Linked DNA regions of Oryctolagus cuniculus: region 1 is linked to region 2. Evidence: chromatin contacts called from public Hi-C data. All regions are on one chromosome and are shown on one strand. The core of a region is the stretch at or near the end of the contact, and the rest is flanking DNA. Distances in the headings are between cores, read along the strand shown. Region 1 overlaps RET (ret proto-oncogene). Region 2 has its middle 18 kb from the start of FXYD4.

Region 1 (5,663 bases), core at 457-2,956, 170 kb after region 2:
TTTTAATTACCCACAGTCAACTGCAATCTGGAAATGTTAAATAAAAAATTCCAAAAATAAACATGTCATGAGTTCCCCCCCTGCCCCCCCGCAAGATGTGTTTATTTATTTGAAAGGCAGAGTGACAGAGAGAGAGGGAGAGACAGAGATCTTCCATCTGCTGGTTCACCCCTCAGTTGGCCACAATAGCCAGGGCACTCCATCTGGGTCGCCCACATGAGTGGCAGGAACCCAAGTGCATTAGCAGGAAGCTGGATCAGCAGCACAGGGTAGCAGGGACTTGAACCAGGCACTGCGACACGGGACACAGACGACCAAATCTGTAGCTTAACCTGCTGTGCCACAACACCTGCTCTGATTCCTACGTTTTATTTATTTATTTAAAAGTCAGAGTTACACAGAGAGGCAGAGAGAGAGAGAGAGAGAGAGAGGGAGGTCTTCCACCCACTGGTTCACTCCCCAAATGGCTGCAATGGCCGGAGCTGCGCCAATCCAAAGCCGGGAGCCAGGAGCTTCCTCTGGGTCTTCCATGCGGGTGCAGGGGCCCAAGGACTTGGTCCGTCTTCCACTGCTTTCCCAGGCCATAGCAGAGAGCTGGATCAGAAGAGGAGTAGGCGGGACTTGAACCGGCGCCCATATGGGATGCCAGCACTACAGGCAGCGGCTTTACCTGCTAAGTCATAGCACCAGCCCCAATTCTTAAGTTTTAAGTTGTGTGCCATTCTGAGCAGTGTGACCAACTCAGGACGTGAATCACATGTACACTGTATCCACAATGTATAAGCTACCCCCTTGAGAGCCACTGAGTAGTCATCTACAGGACTTGGCTCTGTGGTTTCAGGCATCCACACGTGGACTGGTGGATGAGAGCTCTGTCTGAAAGCCTCTTCATAAATACACAACCATTAGTTTCCATAATCTCACTTAGTCCCCCAGACCCTGGGAATCCAAGCAATGCAGCAGCTGTACCGTCTCAGGACCTGTGCCGGAATCTCTAGGAAAATTTCTGAGCTCCCTGAAGTTCTCCTAAGAAAGGCACAAAACACAGAGCAAGTCCCGAGTCCTTGGGGAGAGGCTTGTGGACACAGGCGGTGACACAGGCACTGCCTGGCTCCCCCCACCCTTCAGCCACCATCGCTTGCCTCAGGCAGCCTCATACCAGTCCCGCCCACGTCCCCAGAGACACCTTCTTTGGAGGTTAGGGGTGCGGGTGAGGAATGAGAGCCTTAACAAAGCCCTCAGATCTCCCTGGTACTGTTTACAGCCTTGGCAAAGATAGACACAGACTCAGACACTCACAATGAACTTCCTGTTTTTATTTAACAAATGGACAGTTTGCATGGCAAATACTGTGTATGAAATATCAATTGTTTCCTTTTCCAACAGCAAAACATGATCTTTTTTTTTTCTTTAAGCCCAGAATGTACTCTCCTTACCTTGCCTGTCGACACTTATTTTTAAACTTGAATTGCTAAGCATCATTTGCAAGGATGTGGGTTTGTGGTCTCTGCTGGGGTGGCCGGGGACTCCTGCAGCCACAGTGGCTGGGCGGGCCTTGGGCTGCGGGCTGTCTCCATGCTGCCTGGCCTGGTTCCCTGTGACAATGACGTCTCAGCAGCCACTGCTGCCAAGGCTCTTGGGCCTGGGCTGCAGCCCAGAGATCTTGGTTGGCCGTGTCCTGCCATTTAACACATCCCAGGAACAGCTGCAAGAGTATCTCGTCACTTGACACAGCACTCCAAACCACAGCTGCAAGGATGAACTGACTTATTCTGGGTGTGTGCAGTGTTTGTCCCCGTAACTCTGGGCGGGGCAGGAGGGGGGGGGGAGGGCAAAGTTACCCTCACAGGTGTCAGCAGTCACTTACCTGCCCAACTTGAAAAATGATCCACATCCAGGGGTGGCATTTTGGGCTCTCAAGCTAAGATGATCCAGCTCCCCAGAGTGGTAGAAGGCTCTGCAAAGTTCTGTCCCAGGCTGCCACCACCCAGACGGGACAGGGACACCCAAGCTCTGAGGGTTTCTTAGGTGTGCCTAGAACCACCCTCCAGTTGCAGAGGCAATAGAATATTCTGCATGTGAACAGGCACCGGAGTCAGAGAGAAGAAACGCTTCCTTTAGACTGGAGGAAATCTGCCTCGCCCTTCTGAATTTTCCTTTGTACATAAAGTATTCAAACAAGCCCTGCTCTTAAACATGGTCAACTGGATTCTCACCCAAATATTAGCTGGCTTCGTGGTGGCCAGGCCTCCTTTGTGGAGGTTGGCAGAAAATGTGTTGTTTCTGGGGGAAAAAAAAAGAGCAAAAACATAGGGCCAGCGCTGTGGTGCAGCGGGTTAAAGCCCTGGCCTGAAGTGCCGGCATCCCATATGGGCACCGGTTCCAGTCCTGGCTGCTCCTCTTCTGATCCAGCTCTCTGCTATGGCCTGGGAAAACAGTGGAAGATGGCCCAAGTGCTTGGGCCCCTGCACCCATGTGGGAGACCCAGAAGAAGCTCCTGGATCCTAGCTTTGGATTGGTGCAGCTCTGGCTGTTGCGGCCATCTGGGGAGTGAACCAGCAATGGAAGACCTCTCTCTGTTTCTACCTCTCTCTGTAATTCTGTCTTCCAAATAAATAAAAAATAAATCTCTAAAAATATACATAAATATTCCTAATGGAAGTTCTGTTCTTTAAAAAAAGGGGGGGCTCTTAGCACCAGTGTTTCGCATCCTGGGCTCCTATATACTCAGAGCTTAAGGCTGCAGCAGGTAACTGGCCCGAGATGTGAAACACAGTCAGCAGTGAGGAGCCGTTAGCAGCAGAAGTGTTGCCCAAACTACTGGGAAGCTGAACACACACCTTATCTCCAGCTTCTGCAGTCTGCAGAGCCATGAGTAGACACCAAGGGCCAGGGGTGGCCTCGCTGGCTGGTGATGCAAACACAAAAGCCCCTGTCCATGCGCCCAGGTGACATTCTGTCCCCTGGAAAGAAAACAGGTGCTCAGCATCCACTGCACTGTGGCCACACATCAGACTGGTGACGGTAACAACCAGTGTTTGCCAAGTGACCCGGCTGCTCCTTGCCAAGGACTACAGGAAGTATCACGCAATCTGACAAAGCCCAATGGGAAGGCATCCACAGCAGCAGTAAGTTAGGTTTCACAGCGACTCGGGGCAGAGCCTTCCTTTTTTTTTTTTTTTTTTAAGCTTTACTTATTTACCTTGAAAGGCAGAGTTGCAGGCAGAGGGAGGGAGAGAGGTCTTCCATCCGCTGATTCACCCCTCCAAATGGCTGCAACAGCCAGAGTGGGGTCTATCCAAAGCCAGGAGCCAGGAGCTTCTTCGGGGTCTGCCATGCGGGTGCAGGGGTCCAAGAACTTGGGCCACCTTCCTCTGCTTTCCCAGGCCATCATTAGGGAGCTGGATCAGAAGCGGAGCTGGATCAGGACTTGAACCCTCACCCACACGGGATGCCAGTGCTGTAGGCTGATACTTAACCTACTCTGCCACAGTGCCGGCAACTCCCTCTCACTTCTGATGGAACTTCATTGGTAATGAACACATCTTACACTCTCTCTGTTCCAAGCAATCAAACACAAAATAACAGGCATCCATTCAGCCCAGTGGTTACTGCTGTGTTCCGTGTTGAAGGACCTGGGTTTGGTTCAGTACCTGCCCCCAGCTTCCTGCTAATGTAGACCCTGGGAAGTAGTGGTGATGGCTCAAGTGTCGAGAGTGCTTTGCCATTAGCTGGTGCCGCGGCTCAATAGGCTAATCCTCCACCTTGCGGCGCCGGCACACCGGGTTCTAGTCCCGGTCAGGGCACCGGATTCTGTCCCGGTTGCCCCTCTTCCAGGCCAGCTCTCTGCTGTGGCCCGGGAAGGCAGTGGAGGATGGCCCAAGTGCGTGGGCCCTGCATCCCATGGGAGACCAGGAGAAGCACCTGGCTCCTGACTTCGAATCAGAGCGGTGCGCCGGCCACAGTGCGCCAGCCGTGGCGGCCACTGGAGGGTGAACCAACGGCAAAAGGAAGACCTTTCTCTCTGTCTCTCACTATCCACTCTGCCTGTCCAAAAAAAAAAAAAAAAAAAAAGAGTGCTTTGCCATTAAACAGGGAAACCTGGATTGATTTCCCAGCTCCCCATATTAGCTAAGCCAACCCGGGCTGTTACGGGTATTTGGGGATAGAACTAGTGAAAGGGAACTCTCTCTCACTCTTTCTCTTCTTTCTCTCGAATAAATAATTTCACAAAAAAAAAAAACCTTTTAAGACCATCAGCAGGGAGCAAACTACTAAACCTGATGTTTGCTGTTTTATTCCCGGCAGAGAAGCTGAAGGAAGGAATTCCTTGAACAGTGGAGCTGGCTGAACTGACAGCCTATTCCCATGCATGTGTGCATGTCATGTGGGACGAACCAGTGACAGCAGGAAGCCCTAGCCCTTGGGCCACCGGTGGATGGCCCCAGTAGCTATCAGGAGTTTCTGGCAACATTTTAATTCTTGCAACGGAACACTGAAGCATCAGAAATCTGAAGTTTGCAAGGAGGAAGTTCCAGAGAAAAGAAAGCTGACACATTTTGTGTTACATAATTTTATTTACACAACTGAAATTGTTTTCTTAGTCACCTTGATTACAAAAAAAACCAAGTGAACAGGGTATGATTGAATACCTTTGCATAATGGGTTTTACAAATTTCAGTAACTGGTTACTACTTAACACTCAGTAATACTGGATACTTAGTCAAGTCTGCATCTACGTGGTCAGAATTTTGTCTGCTGGGACTGTTAGGATGCACACTTCTATAACTCAGGAGCAGACAACTGGACTATTAGTCAGGGGTTTGTTCCCCAACACTGGGTCAGCCGGGAAGACCCAGACTTCTCATCCCGCTGAGAATAAACCTGCCACAGCTACAAGGCACTGGAAAGGGAGAGTGCCTCTTTACGTCTGCATTTGGTAAGACTCTCTTTAAGCACATCTGAACATCAAGTTCACCACGACTTCTAGACTTCTAGGTATTTGCAAAAGAATGTATCACAGTGTATCTGAAAAGTGGCTCAAACTAAAGCCGGGCTACAGGTCCAGTACACACTTTGCCAGTTGTCTTCCTGTGTGTGCACACACGTAACCCTAAGGCTCTCTCGCGTCCCCGCCCAAGCTCTCTTGGCCACCCCCAAACGCCAGATTGCACTGCCTTTGTGAAACACCCACGAAGTACAGTATTTTCAACAAGACTCTCAGGAGTCCTATCACAGCGCTTGAAGTCTGAGGATCAGGCCGTGTCTTAGTAACCACCCCTTTCCTGCAGTGACAAGGCTCAGCCGGCCGCAAGAGCTGCTGGGACTTCCCAAGAGCCACACAGCCCCTCCCCCACAAGGCAGCGAATGCATGTGGCCACAGTGAAGAAGCTTCCGTAGGCGGCACGGTCACAAATCTAAGCAACAGACCACGCCCTGCTTATAGCAGCATCAAATGAGAAACACAGGGAGAGCCGACCCGTGAGCTTGTGGCGGGAGCTCTACAAGAGCCAAACGCGGTCTCTTCATTCCAGAATGTGCCCAGAGGGAGGGGCCCGGCCCGGGCCACTGCCAGGGCTACTTGGAACACAGCCAGATCTGTCCCTTTGGGGCTAAGTGGCTACCGCACCAAGCCGAGTGAACAGGGGCCCCACCAGCTCCCA
Region 2 (5,683 bases), core at 856-3,355:
GAGTGAACCAGCAGATGGAAGATCTCTTTGTCTCTCTGCCTCTCTGTCTGTAACTCTGTCTCTCAAATAAATAAATAAATACATAAAACTTAAAGAACCTCAGATCCTCCATCTGCTGGTTCGCTCCCCAAATGACAGCAACAGTCAGAGCTGGACCAGGCTGAGGCCAGGGGCTTCATCTTAGTCTCTCACTTGGGTGGCAGAGCCTAGCCACCTGGGCTATCTTCTGCTGCTTTCCCAGGAGCTTTAGCAAGGAGCTGGATAGGAAGTGGAGCAGCTGAGACTCGAACTGGTGCTCCTATGGGATGCTGGCTTCAAAGGCGGTGGCTTAACCCACTATGCCACAACACCAGCCCCAAGATTGAATTTTGAAGGGGAGAGTGACAGAGAGAGACAGAAAAAGAAAGAGAGGGAGCGAGAGGTTGGCTCACTCCCCAAATCTGTGGCTGGTCCCAGAGCTCCATCCAGAAAGGTAGAGTGTCAGAGAGACAACAGAGAGACAGTAACAGATCTTCCTCCTGCGGGTTCATTCCCCAAATACCTGCAACAGTTGGTTTCACAACAGTGGCTTAACTCACTGTGCCACACCCTAGGGTGTGTGTTGGCGGCTAAGGTAACCACTAGATATCAGGATGCCCGCATCCCACATCCTAGTGCCTGGGTTGGAGTCCTGACTGCTCCTGATCCAGCCAGCTTCCTGTTATTATGGACCCAGGGAAGCAGCAGGTGGTTGGGCCCCTGTCACATAGCAGAATCGGACTGAGTTCCCAACTCCTGTTTCAGCCCAGCCCAGTCCTACTGGGGAAGTGAACCCTCCGATGGGAGCTCTGGGTCTGCCTCTACACCTCCAGCATTGGTTGATGGGTGGGAGGATGCCGAGTGCTGGGGTGGAGAGGCCGCTTCTTAAAGGCAGTGACAGAAACAAGCCTTTAAAACATTCCAGAGCCACGCCTGTTGGTTGTAAATTTCTCTGTCATTTTTTTCCAGTTAAACTGATCTGATGAAGTCAAATACATACCCAGATTTTAGATTAGAGTGTAATTTATGAAAAAGGTTTCTTATCTTGCACCCCTGGCCCTCATTCCAAGAAACGTCTCTCCACCAAACTTCTTTATCTACATCTTTATCAAAATAAGTTAGTCGTAATGAGGTTAAGTATCTGGTAAGGAGAGCTCCTAGTGGTAGCAGCAGGATGGAAGAATGCTTTTATTGCTCCAGCGTTAGAATGGAAAGCCAGTGGTGGTTAGCAAGTCTGAGTGCTGTTTGTTAATGTAGGCTGCAATGATGGATGGCCTTAGTTTTCAGAAGTTTGTTCAGTTATTCGTTGAACCTGTGGCCCCTGGAATTCTGGATACAAATGCAATCTGAGCTTGACAAAGCCTTCCTTCTCCCTCGCCCCCAGCAACATTGTATAATCATTTGTTATTCTGCTTCACCAATAAACAATGGGAGCTAGTGTTACTAGTCCCCTTCAGTTGGGCTACAAATAGAATAACAAGTACTTCAAAGCAGTATTTACCAAACTAAAAAGACCTATTGAAGAAGCTGGAATTTAGTAAACAACAGGGAAAAAAATCCAATCAAGTTCAATTAAAAGCTGCTTCCTGCCCCCCCCCCCTTTCTGTAACATAACATTAAAATGACTGGTAATTTAATGTATAAATTCTTGGGAACTGTTCTTTGAATACAAGTTCTTCATAAGCTAGTAAAATATTAATATATCAACTCCCAGTGATCAGCACTGGAATTTTCCACGCTGAGGGTCTGGAGGCGGAGAACCAGTTTTTCCTTGAGGCACGGGTGGGGTTTGCTGTTTTTCTCTCCTTGTCGCCAGCGGTGGGGAGCAGGAATCTCCAGCGTTCTTGGGGCGCTAGGGCAGAGCGGGCTGCGTGGGTCTCGGCCCCTTTTGTGGAAGGCAGTCAGCAAGCTCTGGCTCTGGAGCTGGATGTGGTACAGCTGGGGCACCTGGCAGCGATGAGCCCAGCGTGTCCCTCAGAGTGGACAGCCGCCCCAGTGGGAGGGCAAGACCACAAGTGTCCCTCAGAGTGGACAGCCGCCCCAGTGGGAGGGCAAGACCGCAAGTGTCCTTCAGAGTGGACAGCCGCCCCAGCGGGAGGGCAGGACCCACGAGTGTCCCTCAGAGTGGACACCTGCCCCAGCAGGAGGGCAAGACCCATAAGTGGGAACTGAAGTGGGGGAGGGGGTTAGTGCTAAGACAAGAACACAGAGCTGTGAATGCAGGATTTTCCTTTTTTTCTTTCTTTTTTTTTTTTCTTTTTACAGGCAGAGTGGACAGTGTGAGAGAGGCAGAGAGAAAGGATTTTTCTTTTTAAAGATTTACTTATTTATTTGAAAGGCAGAGTTACAGAGAGGCAGAGGCAGGGAGAGGGAGAGAGGGGGAGAGAGAGAGAGAGAGAGAGAGAGAGAGAGAGAGAGAGAGAGAGAGAGGTCTTCCATCCACTGGTTCACTCCCCAAATGGCCACAATGGCTGGAGCCGTGCTGATTCAAAGCCAGGAGCCAGGAGCTTCTTCCAGGTCCCCCATGTGGGTGCAGAGACCCAAGGACTTGGGCCGTTCCCCACTGCCCTCCCAGGCCATAGCAAAGAGCTGAATTGGAAGTGGAACAGCCGGGACTGGAACCAGCACCCATATAAAATGCAGGCACTGCAGGCGGCGGCTTTAGCCTGCTACGCCTCAGTGCTGGCCCCTGAATATAGAAAATTTTGTCTGAAAGTCTATATTTAGAATGCTAGGAAGGCAAAACCAATTGCAAATTTGAAAGCACAAAGTAAAATTCCAAAGAGTCACATATTTCATTTTTAAATTTTTAAAGATTTATTTATTTTATTTGAAAAGCAGAGTTATAGAGGGGAGGGGAGACAGAAAGAGATATCTTCCAGCTGCTGGTTCACTCCCCAAATGGCCACAACAACCGGGGCTGGGCCAGGTGGAAGCCAGGAGCCAGGAACTCCAACTGGGTCTCCCACAGGGGTGCAGGGGCCCAAGCAATCGGGCCGTCTTCCACGGCTTTCCCAGGTGCATCAGCAGGGAGCTGGATCAGAAGTGGAGCAGCCGGGACTCAACCAGCGGTGCTTATTTGGGATGCTGGCATCACAGGCAGCGGCTTAACTCACTGCGCCACAACAGCAGCCCCACACATTCGAGGTTAATTGCTTGTCACGTAATTAATTTGAAAGGTAACAATTAGCTGTGAGTCGTGATCCCTGCTTCATAAGACAGTAGTGATTTAGAACAAGAGAATAATGTCTATGGAAACGTGGAAGATAAATGGGCTTCCCACGTGGCTTCACTTTTTATTTATTTAGTTTTAACTTTTTAAACTGATAGCTTAGGAATCAGCCTCACCATTTGTCATTGGGAATCTCTTGTAAAGGTTTTGAATGCTGTCAAATTCAGGAAAATCTCATCAAGTGTTTCTCCCACGTGCAGGTGTTTCTTGTCCTGTGCGGTGCCTGGTCCATGCTCAGTAACCACCTTGCTGTCCCCCAAGGCCTTGGAAGGGGCAGTTCTGGCCTGGGAAGGGGTCTGGGCATGGGGAGGAGAGCCAGGTGTGCGTGTGGGCAGGTGGAGGGGTGGCTCCCAGTGTGGGCAGGTGGCCTGGGTGTGTGAGGAGACTGATGGGGAGGTAGGACATTGGGGGACTGGCAGTGAAAAGGACCCAGGGCATGGGGGAGGGTGCAGCTGTGGGTGGGGCTGGGCGTGGGAGGGGGCTTGGGTGTTGGGTGGCGGCTGCTGGGACGGACTCCAGAACCTGGGGGTGCTCTCGTGTGGCGAGGAGGGGGGAGCAGAACAGGGTGCAGAATATTGCAGAAGTGTTGCCACCATACTACTTTTAGTAGGAAAAAAAGGAAGCAGAAAAACGCCAAAACCACAAAGTAACTCGTCATTGGCAGAAGAAATCTCTCTGCTGCCATGAGCAAACCTTCCTGACATCTTTGGGGGGCAGAGCTTTTGTCAGGTAAGCAAGGTGCATGGGAGGAGACAGGTGCCACACCTGTCCACTGCTAGCAGTGCCAAGACAGAAACTTTTTTTTTTTTTTTAAGATTTATTTATTTGAAAGTCAGAGTTGCATAGAGAGAGAAGGAGAGGCAGAGGGAGGGGTCTTCCATCCGATGATTCACTCCCCCAACTGGCCACAACGGCTGGAGCTGCCCCCATCTGAAGCCAGGAACCAGGAGCTTCTTCTGGGTCTCCCATGCAGGTGCAGGGTCCCAAGCACTTGGGCCATCTTCTACTGCTTTCCTAGGCCATAGCAGAGAGCTGGATCAGAAGTGGAGCAGCCGGGACTTGAACTGGTGCCCATAAGGGATGCCGGCACTGCAGAGGGCAGCTTTAACCGCTTCACCACAGCACCGGCCTCAGAAACATGTTATAAAACAAGCTCACTGGGCAGGTGGGGTTGCCTCTGAGCCACAAGAAAGCTACCTTTCCACGTAAGGGTGGGCTTGCTCAGGTGCACCGCCTGCTGGCTGAGCGAGTCAGCTGGGGCCCTGTTGACATCACCGAGACTTTTCTGGAACGCAGCTGCTTTTGCAGGAGCAGGGGAGAGCTCCACTGGCGAAGGCGCTGGCGAAGCTTTATGGGTGGGGAGGGGGCTTGCGTGAGGCTTTGCAGCCGCTTGTTTGGGTAGCCTGGACTTGATGAAGAATGGGAGAGGGTTCTGAGGAAGCTGGATTCTGTGGACAGGGACGAAGAGGAAGGGCAGGAGCTGGCCAGGTGCAGAAGAGAGAGGAGGCCACTGGAAAGCCCATGGCTGGGTTTTCCTGTCTCAGGTCACCCCTGGTCTCTCACCACACTGAGACGCTCAGCCTTTGGGTGTGGAGTTACTGTGCCCATTTTCCGGAAGAGAAACTGAGGTTTGGGTCATTCAGTGATTTCCCTCAGCTCTTGGGTCTTCATTCCCCATGATGGTGCCATCAAAAATTCCACCTCCTCTACAGGGAACCAAGACACAGGCAGGCACCCCAGGTCAGCCAGCCAGACGGCGATGGGGCCAGAATGCAGATGCAGGTGGGCAGGTCCAGATGTCAGCCTCTAGGCAGGGCAGTGGTGTTTGTTGGAGACACCTGTACATGGCCTAGGGGTGAGGCGTGGGGTGAGGAGGATTAAAGGAGGAATCCACCTCGCCTCTCCCAGAGTCCCGGCTGACCAGAGCACTGGACTCTCCCAGGCAGGGCGGTGGGAGCTGGTTCTGCTACCAGGGTCTTCAGCGATGCCCAGGAAGATCATCGGCCCCTCGCGATCACAGTTCTTGGCGGGGCTCCACGGGACGGAGCTAGCTGGGAGAGGCGGGGGTACCTACAGCCATTGTGTTAGCTTCGCTCTGAGAAGCCACCTCCTGTTGCCCCCGAAGTCTCTGGGGAGAGGCAGGCAGGGCCTCTGCAGGCTGCTCTGTGTCTCTGTCCCGCAATCCCTCCCTGCGGCTCTCCTGGCTCTGGGGCCCTGTTTGGGGGTGGCTTGCTCAGCATCGCTCTACACCTCTTTCACTCTGGGTCTCTGAGTTGTTCTCACTGGGATGTCTGCATCTTTGAAACATCCTGGCTTTGGCGCCTCTGCTGGGGCTCGTGTCTCCCACATTTCGGACTCCAGGTGTCTCCGTTCGTGTGTCTGCTGTGGCCGTAGCCCCACAGACGCAAGTTGAGTGGATCATGCACCACGCAG

Evidence for each region. Hi-C and Micro-C count contacts between places; a contact is called where the count stands out from the background.
Region 1: a contact with region 2 is called in a Hi-C map of an unstated tissue, with 2.4 times the contacts expected there. The contact joins two enhancer-like sites. A contact is called at or near these places in 2 of 6 Hi-C or Micro-C datasets (ear pinna and an unstated tissue).

The regions. Positions count from the first base shown.
Region 1 is chr15:85,318,870-85,324,532 of mOryCun1.1, forward strand. RET (ret proto-oncogene) reads right to left here. Exons shown (of 20, transcript XM_051836896.2): 20 at 4,558-5,663. Among named protein-coding and RNA genes, the nearest start is that of CSGALNACT2, 17 kb to the left of the region's middle. Within about 2 kb of position 1,707, at least 5 of the 8 cell types and tissues checked have an H3K27ac peak or open chromatin away from gene starts, as enhancers often do.
Region 2 is chr15:85,145,881-85,151,563 of mOryCun1.1, forward strand. No RefSeq gene overlaps it. Among named protein-coding and RNA genes, the nearest start is that of FXYD4, 18 kb to the left of the region's middle. Within about 2 kb of position 2,106, at least 1 of the 8 cell types and tissues checked has an H3K27ac peak or open chromatin away from gene starts, as enhancers often do.